2 separate regions of the Sus scrofa genome follow, and region 1 is linked to region 2. The links are chromatin contacts, called in public HiChIP or PLAC-seq maps. All regions are on one chromosome and are shown on one strand. The core of a region is the stretch at or near the end of the contact, and the rest is flanking DNA. Distances in the headings are between cores, read along the strand shown.

Evidence for each region. HiChIP or PLAC-seq counts read pairs in DNA pulled down with a chosen protein or histone mark.
Region 1: an H3K27ac HiChIP or PLAC-seq map of alveolar macrophages shows a contact between it and region 2. The contact joins two enhancer-like sites. A contact is called at or near these places in 2 of 47 Hi-C or Micro-C datasets (both in embryonic fibroblasts) and 1 of 2 datasets of contacts at active chromatin or transcription factors (alveolar macrophages).

What each region holds. Positions count from the first base shown.
Region 1 is chr5:82,301,128-82,305,981 of Sscrofa11.1, forward strand. The region is part of intron 4 of GNPTAB (N-acetylglucosamine-1-phosphotransferase subunits alpha/beta); the gene reads left to right. It overlaps DRAM1 (DNA damage regulated autophagy modulator 1), which reads right to left. Exons shown (of 7, transcript NM_001190286.1): 4 at 1,113-1,290. Among named protein-coding and RNA genes, the nearest start is that of DRAM1, 22 kb to the right of the region's middle. Within about 2 kb of position 2,189, at least 5 of the 83 cell types and tissues checked have an H3K27ac peak or open chromatin away from gene starts, as enhancers often do. A contact at or near this core is called in alveolar macrophages, where this site is marked.
Region 2 is chr5:81,872,312-81,877,752 of Sscrofa11.1, forward strand. It overlaps a transcript of IGF1 not described here. Among named protein-coding and RNA genes, the nearest start is that of IGF1, 94 kb to the left of the region's middle. Within about 2 kb of position 2,815, at least 11 of the 83 cell types and tissues checked have an H3K27ac peak or open chromatin away from gene starts, as enhancers often do. A contact at or near this core is called in alveolar macrophages, where this site is marked.

The sequences.
Region 1 (4,854 bases), core at 939-3,438, 430 kb after region 2:
TTTAAAAGAGAAATGCAAACTTAATCAACTATACTTCCATTAAAAAATAAATTAAAAAATACAAAGCTTAATACTTAGAAGTACATGATGGCATCATGTCTTTTTACTCAAGCTTGCCCACTTTGTACACAAACCAGCATTTGATATGACTGTAAATGTTATTTTGAAAGATGGGAAATTTCCCACCCCAAAAGACCACAGCTTCTCAATTTTATTTTTTGTTAAATACCTCTCTGGGGGAAAAAAGGAAAAGAAAAAAAGGAAGGGAAGGAGGGAGGGATGGTTTTCATTCTTCTAAATCAGAATATACAAGTGTGATAAATTTATTATTTTGGGGGATGGCCACATCTGCGGCATATGGAGGTTCCCAGGCTAGGGGTCAAATCTGAGCTGCAGCTGCCGGCCTACGCCACAGCCACAGCAACTCGGGATCTGAGCCGAGTCTGCGACCTACACCACAGCTCATGGCAACGCCGGATCCTTAACCCACTGAGTGAGGCCAGGGATTAAACCCACAACCTCATGGATACTAGTTGGCTTCGTTACCAATGAGCCACAATGGGAACTCCAATTTTTTTTTTTCTTGAAAATGAAACCAGCTATAAAAAGAAAAGGCTAAATGTATTTTAAGTGATTTAGAAAAGTAAATCATATAGAGCTTTTTAAACCGTCTTGATATGGACTAGTAAATCAAACCATCTAATCACCTTCGTGTGGGGAGAAAGGAAGAGTCTGGCCTCTTGGGACTCCACAAGGCTGTTACTTTAAGTACAATATCAATATTTGATGTCTTTAGCCAAGCACTACAAAGAAAAATAAATATTTTCACATGGCTCATGAAATCGACCCTGTGGAAGGAAAGTAAACAGATACTGAAGTGTTCTGACATATTTTTCCATTTGCCTTTCACACCATTCTTTTGCCCAAAGATTTTTTTGATCTAACCAGACAATGTTGAGATATTTTCTTAATGATTTACCCTTTTCTCCCAATTGTTGTCCTGAGGCATGTTGACACTTGGCTGTTAACCTCGGCTTTCTCCATGGCTTTGGGGGGTGGGGTGGGGGTGTCAGGCTTACAAGGACACTGACAGATGTGATGGAAAAGGATACTGGGGATGACGGCTGCACAGGAGACGGCAGAGATGGCCATCCGGACATGACACGTGGAAAGGCGGTTCCACTGGGGACACGACTTGTAGGAGATGATGGACTGCAGGAGCGTGTACACGACACCGCAGACAAATGCCAAGAGGGCGCCACCGTCGTGCACCACCGGGACAGCTAACTCCTGGAGAGAAAGTCACACATGAGATGTTACACATCGAGAGCCAAATGCACGGGCATATCCACTTAGGGACATTATATATGAAATAAAAAGTACTTCTGGATTTTCTGTTTGGCTCAGCAGAAAGAAACCCAACTAGGATCCGTGAGGAGGCAGGTTCAATTCCTGGCCTCGCTCAGTGGGTTAAGGATCCAGTGTTGTTGTGAGCGATGAGGTGGGATCACAGACACAGCTCAGATCTGGCATTGCTGAGGCCGTGGCATAGGCCAGTGGCTACAACTCTGATTTGCCCCCGGAGACCGGGAACCTTCGTGTGCCGTAGGTGTGGCCCTAAAAAAAAAAGAAAGAAAAGGAAAAAATATTCTTTAGAAGGGAAATGACTCAGATCAGACAGGAATTTTGGAGAAAGGTTCAGACGACGTCTGGCACCTTTTTGGAAACTCTCTTGTTAATTGAAAAGATAGTAAAAAAAAAAAGAGAGAGAGAGAGAAAATTGACTGTCAAGTGGGTTCAACCTCAGAAAACTTAACTTTTCCAAAAAGGAGATTTCTTGAGGTGCAGGAAAGCACTGACAGAAACTGCTTGGTGAGGACACAGCAAAAAAGTAGCCATCCTAGAGTTCCTAGTGGCTCAGTGAATTAATGGTCTGGCATTGTCACTGTTGTTGCTTAGGTCACTTTTGCGGCACGCGTTCGATCCCTGACCCAGGAACTTCCGAATGCTGAGACCAAGAAAGAAAGGGGGGAAAAAGTAGCCATCCCACCCACCAGTTCAGGAACAAGAACTTCTGATAAATGCAATTAACTCCCACTCAGGAAAAAGCGCCAGTCAATGCTCTCTCTTGCCCCCACATCTCTAGTTCTTCTTGAGGTAACAGCTCAAGCTGGTTTGCTCATGGCATGTCGAAAATGAATTACAGGATATCAAACACGGAAGTCGTAAAAAACTATATTTATGGGAACAATGACAAGGCAAACACTTTGCTCTAGGGGAAAGAGAGTCTATTTCTGGTCCATGTGAAGATGGAAACACTTCACAGAAGCTTTAAAGGGAAGCAAAAGCTTCATGCTCTAACCCCCTAAGTCTTCTTCCTAAAGTCTGTCCTTTTTGGTTTAAACATTGACAGCCGTATCATTATGATGTTGCGATGCTGTATCATTGTGACGGGATATCATAGAGTGCACACCCTCCCCCCACGGAACACTTCATACCCACACTCTTCTAGACAAATTAAGTCATTCCAGCTCTCCCTTGTCCCTTTCTTTTTCTTTTTCTTTTTTTTTTTCTTTTTAGGGTTGCACCCTAGGCATATGGAAGTTCCAAGGCAAGGGGTTCAATCAGAGCTACAGCTGCCGCCCTACACCACAGCCACAGCAACACTAGATCTGAGCCGTGCCTGTGACCTATACCCCAGCTCCTGGCAACGCTGGATCCTTAACCCACTGAGCGAGGCCAGGGATCAGATCCTTATCCTCATAGATACTAATTGGATTTGCTGCACCACAATGGAACTCTCCCTCTTCCCTTTCAAATTTTTTTTTTTTTCCAGCATGCTTTCTGATGCTAGAACTATGAACTGTGTGCATGCTTTTTCTCACTGAGATTCCCTCATTCTGGCTTTGAGGTGAACTCTTCCTGGCAGGTTCTGGGCAGACTGCTTCGATTCAAAGGTAGCTTGTGCCTTTCATGACTCCTGTGATCTTGGGCAAGTGCTACCTCTCTGGGTCTCCTTTTCTCCATTGATAAATGAGGACAGTAATATTACCTATCTTCTAAGGGCGATGTTAGAATGATACGTGTCACGGCATGAAATATTTTCAAAAATGTCTATCGCCTAGAAAACCTCCATACATGTTGTGATGAAACCCAAAATGCGCACAATCATAAAATGTAAGGAAACAGCACAGTCTCTGCCATGTGACACATGTCACAGACAACTAGTGGTGTTTGTTTCCTCATACAGAGAGGATAAGGATAGGAAAGCTCAGTGGAGCCAGAAGGAAACTGAGTTCACAAGATGCCCCCCAACAAGCCTCATGCACTTGCTCCAGGGAGGCTGCAAATTCCGCTCTGGCCCTTCGCCAGTGTTAACAAGGGAACACTGGTGCGTAGGGATTTCTAACGTCCCCCAATGAAAACCTGTTGGGCGCTAGACCTGAGCGTCTCTCCCTGCACCAGGCTATCTTGAAGATTCTGCGTAATACAAGGAACGGTGCCTCACCCCTCGAACCCCAGCACTGAGCTTCCCAGAGCACTTTATTACACTGTCCCCCGCCTCCTCCCTCCCACCCAGCCCGTGACAGATGGCTTCCTTCATGGGCAGGGTGGAAAAAGTGCAGGTCAGGCAGAGGGCTCTCTGATAATGGTCTGGCTTCATGAGGGGCAGAGATTAGAGAACAGGTGGACAGCAGGCGATGCAGGTGGCGATCAGAAGTTACTGGCCTCCCAGGTCCAGGCTAGGGGGGCAGCGCCCCTTTGCTGTGGCTTCAGCCTGCCAGGGCTGAAGGCTGACAGCTTTTTATGAAAGTAAGCATCGCACGAGATCAACTCGCTTCTCATGGGAAAAAAACCTCAAGGAGTACCCCGGCAGAACCAAAAGTCCCCCAGGAGTAACTTCCTTTCTGTGGTCACACAGGGAGTGTCGGCCTCTAATGATGAACCAATGACCACGATGGCCACCCGGTACCGACTCCTGAGGACTGTCCATTGTGTGGCTGAATCCTAGCAACAGGCCTGTGAGGCAAGTGCTATTACAATTAGTACTCATTAGAAATACAACACCTCAGCACAGAGAACTCTACCCAATATTCTGTAATAATCTATGTGGGAAAAGAATCTGACAGAGAAGTTCCCCTCCCGGCTCAGAAGAAACGAATCTGACTGGCATCCATGAGGACACAGGTTCGATCCCCGGCCTCCGTCAGTGGGTTAAGGATCCAGCGCTGCCTTGAGCTGTGGTGTAGGTTGCAGACTCGGCTCGGACCCCATGCTGCTGTGGTTGTGGTATATGCTGGCGGCTACAGCTCCAATTTGACCCCTAGCCTGTGAACCTCTACATGCCTCGAGTGCAGCTCTAAAAAGACAAAAGACAAACAAAAAACCATGAAGAAAAGAGAAAGAAATATAACACCTCAGAGTTCCCTGGTGGCTCAGTGGGTTAAGGATGTGGTGTTGTCACTGCTGTAGCTTGGGTCACTGCTGTCTCGAGGGTTTGATCCCTGGCTCAGGAACTTCCATGTGCCACAAGTATGGGGGGGAAAAAAGAAAAAGAAAAAAGAAAAGAAATATAGCACCTATTTTTAAAATGTTAAATATCGTCCCCACAGACAAATAGGTCCCATGCTTTCCTGAAAGAAACCTTGGAATGAACGGGAACCCATAAACTAAAGTCAAACAAGTAGCGTGTTTTCAAACACTTGACAAAGTAAGAATATATCAAGCAGACTCTGTTGTGGTCATCATGTAAGTTAATTCGCTTCAGCAGGGCCATATTTTGACCCTGCAACTGATTTGCTGAGTAACCCAGAGCAAATAATTTCGCTTCCATATACCTTTAGCCTCAGCTGT
Region 2 (5,441 bases), core at 1,565-4,064:
GAACTTGGTATGACTGAAAACTCTGCTTCAATCTTCCATATGCATACTGGAAATAAGACCAGGGATTCCCAAATAATATCCCATGAATGGACAGTCCTCAAAGTCCTTGCCTTTGTATCTTTCCCACAATGTGCTGATTTCTAGGAAAGAGCTGTTAGAATGAAGTAAAAAGAGGAAGGGAGACCCCAGAAAAATCTTACCAAAACTACTAATTCATGTGAAGAGAGAAAAAAATCCTTTTTTTCCCTGGCTAAAGTAATTTGGTTTGGCTTTCCACATGACCCAAATTCACCAGATAATTACCAGTTCTCTGTTTCTCTTCGTGACGTTCTGGTCTGGCCTTTGAATCCTGAGTGTACCCACAGTCCAAAGGATTAACTGAAAATTTCCCCTGACATTATTAAACCCATATACCATGCATTTTATGGCCTGCTGCAGGACCCCAGACTGCCAGCACTAGGAAATGCACTCAGGACAGTGGCCCAGACCCCCAGATCAGAAGAAGGGAAGGGGGTTATTGGAAGAGAATAGCTGGGGTGGCAAACCACAAGAGGACAGGGATATGTCTGTTTTGTACGTCATTTTATCTTCAGCACCTTGTGCAGTGCCTGGAGAACATATAGAAGGGATCCAATAAATATTTCTTGAAAGCATTTACAAATGAATGAATAAAAAAAAAATCAAGTGAAAAACCCCAGAAAGCAAATTCTCTCTTGGCTATTGTAAAAAAACAGAGTTGGTCAGCTCTATACCACACACACACACACACACACACACACACGTCTTGGTGTGGCTGAACACAAACAGTAAGAATAACTGTAAGTGACAATTATTGAACCCTACTATGTATAAGGCATTGTTCTCAGCAAGTCCTATATGTATATTAATTCATTTCTATTCATACTGCAAACCTATGTGCTAGATACTGTGATTATGGCCCCTGGCAGATGAGGAAGTCAAGAGTTTCGTATACTCCCTCAAAGCTTCCAAGCTAATCAGGAGATAGAACCAGGATACAAGGCAGTGAGTGGCCTGGCTCCAGAGACTACTCTAGGCTCTATCAATTTGCTAAAACTGAAATTAAATCAAAGTAATGAAGACGGTTGGATACGAGTGCTAGGGGCTTCCCCTCCACATTCCCACCCATCATCTGGAGACTGTGCCTGTGTTTCACACATTTATTAGTGTCCTTGGCCATTAAAAAGAGAAATATCCAAATAGGTAGCTCAAATGGAGGTTAGCAAAATCTTGAGGCACTATGGCTGTCACTTCTGATGAAAATCCATGGGTGACATGCAGGCAGCTGTTTACAGAGGGTCTTCAACAGAAAAGGCTGAGAGAAACAGCCCACGTGGCTCTCCCCTAAATGGCAATGCAGAGTCTGCAGGACACCCCATCCCTCTATGCTTGCCAGCACCCCACCTCTGATCTCCTTCCATCTGGCCTGCTCATCCAACCCTCAGCCTACCACTTCTCCTCTCCCTCTTCTATTTAGGTGACCACGCACCACTGGTCCAGAGAGCGGGCTCAGGTGCCTGGTTCTTTCCCTATTCCCTTTGCCACCTAATTTTATGTCATAGATTCCATAGCCTGCTTTCTTAAGAATCTTCCTTTGGGATTCTCAAGGGCTCTCTCCTCTCTCAAAACCTGGCTCTTCCAAATCTAAAGCTCTGGCACTGGAAGCCATGCTTCTGTTGTGAGCTGAAAGAACCTCTTTTATTAGTTTCTTCCTTTTCGCTTTCCTGATCTAACAATCCTAACTCTCCTCAAAGCAATACAGATGCCTTTGGCTGAACAGGGAAGAAATGCTGAAACATAGAGATTAGGATTTCAAAAACAAAACCAAAAACCTCTCTTTCAAGCTAGTCAACTACAGGCCAGTCAGTTTTTAAAAAATCACCAAAGCTTAATAATTCACCTCATTGAAGTGCCATGTTTCATTTTGTTTTGTTTTGTTTTGTCTCCTCCCCAAACCTGCAGAAGGAATTCTTGGACATGGCCCCCTTTGCTCCAGAGTGTTAAAGAGCTCTGGGCCTTAGCTTTTGTCCTGAGTCTGCTGTTAACTTACTGAAAAACTTGGGCTGGCCACTTCCCTGCCCTGGCTGACTGTCCCAGTTGTACCGTCTACAGAAAGATCATTTCACCCACTGTTTATGAGGCAATTACCGTGGGCCACATCTCTCCAGGAAGGTATCCACGTATTGCTTCTCTTGATTTCACAAGAATCCTGGGAGCGAGGAAGGTATTTTTATCCTCATTTTACAGATAAGATGGCTGAGGCTTATCATCTAGGTGCAGTGATAAATCCAGGATTCAAACCCAGGTTTTCTGGACTCTGAAACCCTTTCCCTCTACAACTATAGTATTTAGATTAGGAGTGTGTGTGTGTGTGTGTGTGTGCACGTGTTTGTGTGTTTTACTACAGAGCTGCTCAGTCTATCATAGGGGAAACATTAATGGGCAAATACAAAGTCTGAAACACATCTATGCACAAGACTGGAAAGGGAATACCAAGAGTTAGTGACTCCAGTCAAGGGGCAGAGCCACAGGATATCCTGGTCCAAGAAGATACCGGCAGCAAATGTGAGTGAACAAGCAAATTCCCTTTGGTTGACCAATCTGGGTTGATTACGTTGTTGGGACAATTTCTCACCCTGCTAAGGCAAGACCAGAGTTGCAAAATCTTTTAAAAGGGCAAGGCAGAGACCACAAGCATTCTGGCAAAATTCTGCTTTGCCGTGGCCTCTCATGCTGACTTATTTCTGTTGAAATGATAAGGATCCCAGGCAGGCTCTCTGGGCAGAAAACTCCAGTGCTTAGGGAGGGAGCCTAATTGGGAAATGGACAACGAACCATATGCAGACTCTTGTAGCCCTGACACAGCAAAACACTGTCTTTGCTCTGGATGGCTAAGTTGTTTTCCCACTGTGCGCGTGGGAGAGAGATGACGCATACTGTGACAGTAACTGCGAACAGGTGGGGGGAAAAACAAGGGTCACTTCCAAGAGGTCTGTTAAAACTTTCCCTTTTCAAAGTCTGAGGAAATAATAATGTGACTGCCCAAGTGAAAATCTATCTGTTGCTATGCGTTCAGCGTACACCTTGCTTATCCACTCAAAAGTCTCAATTAAAATCACAGCTGTTATTTGTGTATTGGGTTCAGACAGTCTCCCATGGCCATGGCAAAGGAACAAAGGAAAATACCCTTGTTGGTCATTACACCTGCAGCTGGGATGAATGGTGGTTGATGTCAGCTGCATTCATATTGTATCTGGAATAATAATAATGCCTTTCATTTGCAGAAAGCTTTACAGTTTATGAAGACTTTCATGTGGATTTCGTGCATTCATTAAAATTAAACATGGTGCCTCCCTCACAGAAGACAATATAGGAGGATGCTTTTTTGAAAATCAGCTCCTGCAGCATGTAGATGACCAAATGTTTCTGAGCGCTTCAATATATTCTTTACATAATCATAGCACCCGCAGATTTCCCTTAACAAATTTCTTCTCTATTGTAACAACTGTAATACACACACACACACACACACACACACACAGCCTATCTCCTGTTCTTAGTTGAGTCGTCTTTTTGTCTTATTTGCCTATTGATTGCTAGGAGTCCCTTATACATTCCTGATACGAGTTCTTTGTCAGATATGAGATTGTGACTCTCTTCCAATTGCTTATAGAGACTGTGATTAGTAATCTGTTGAACATTAAACTTGGAAAAACTGCTTTAGTCCAACCTCTTCATCCACAAATGAGAAAAACTGGCCCAGAGAAAAAGAAGTTCACGTAGTTACTTAGCAGTAAAATTAAGATTCGAACACAAGTCTTCTGACTTTTTCTACTGGGCTGTAGGAGAAATACAGAAATATTTCTGCACTGGTGAATTCTTAAGTTGTGGTAGCCATACAAGGTGATACACTTACACAATTCACACCTAGCAATTAAAAAGAAAACCATCTACTGGAATATAAAATAATATTGATAAATCTCAGATATAATGTTAAGTGAAAAAGTCAGACATAATAGGCTATACACTGTGTGATTCCATTCACATAAAGTTCAAAACTAGGCAAGAACAACCTATGGTGTAAGAAATTAGACCTCTATTCCTTGAGAGAGGATAGTGACCGGAAGAGGCTACGGGGGAGCTCTTCTGGTGTTGAAATATTCTATATCTTGATGCAGGAGGTAGCTGTATGGATGGATACATACATAAAAATTCATTAAGCTGTACATTTAAGGTCTGCATATTTTGCTATAAGTTATACATTAGTAGAAAACAAGGAAGAAAACCAAAGCAGAGACTTAACTATTTCCCATTAACTTGATGGATATTGAGCAAAAGAGAATAACTCTGGCCCTCAGATGATTTTCAATCTGAATTATTCCTTTTGGCTGACTTTCACTATTACACAAACCACAAAGTTGCCAAATGTCTACTTCTTTGAATAGTCTGGCTCTGCCTTGAACAAGCCGTGGGTTGGGCTAACTGACTTTCCAAATCACTCCTAGATTCAAATTTCTGGGATTTTTTGAAAAAGAGATGCCAAAATATATATAATCTCTGACTGGGAAGAAACATCAGAGGTTGTCTGTTATTTTGCAGGTGAAAAGAATGAGCTTAGAGAAGGGAAATGACTTGCCTAAGGCTGCCCTGATATAGTTTAGCACAGCTCTGCTGATTTCATCTCAACTCAGGTCAACAAATGCTCCCTGAGTGCCTTGCCATGTGCCAGGCACTGAGTCAGACACCGCGTTGAGCTCCCAGGTTCCATCAAGCCACCGCTAAAGGTGCCATTGTATTGCTTTGTGAAGGAAGCAAAGGGCTCTTTTCCCACAACCTAGTGTGAGACCACCAGTAGACAAGGCCAGAAGACTTAAAAAGGAAGCAAGACAAAGGTCCAAGCACCAAAGTAATGGAAACACATAATATCCTTTCCTACACTCAACCACAGAGCCATCAAAGTCTCTCCTTGTTCTGAGACTCTAAATCATGATAGTGGTACATCATAATTCTGGAATCCACCATAGGAAAATTTTGACCATATGGCCTACCACCATCTGAACCTGAAATTTCCCATTTTGTAAATTTCTACTTCCTCTCTGAAGCAACTTGCATCTTCAAGCAAAGTTCTATTCTCCTCCAGCTGACTTAGCAAACATGAGGAAATAATTGCTATAGCCTTCTTACAAAGTAGCTGTAGGAACCAAGCAGGATGAATGTGAAACTTACCACTCAAAGCATTCAGAACATAAGAATTCACCCTTGTGTTAACAGCTTAGTAAAGCAGACCCAGCTCAGAGAGAAAGCCAGAGACATAGACTGTCATGAGTCTACCATCGACCTGCTACATTATCCCCACTCTGGGCAGTCCCTTCTCCTCTCTAAGCCTCTATTTTGTAATGAAGTGTTTGAACCTACAGGACTAT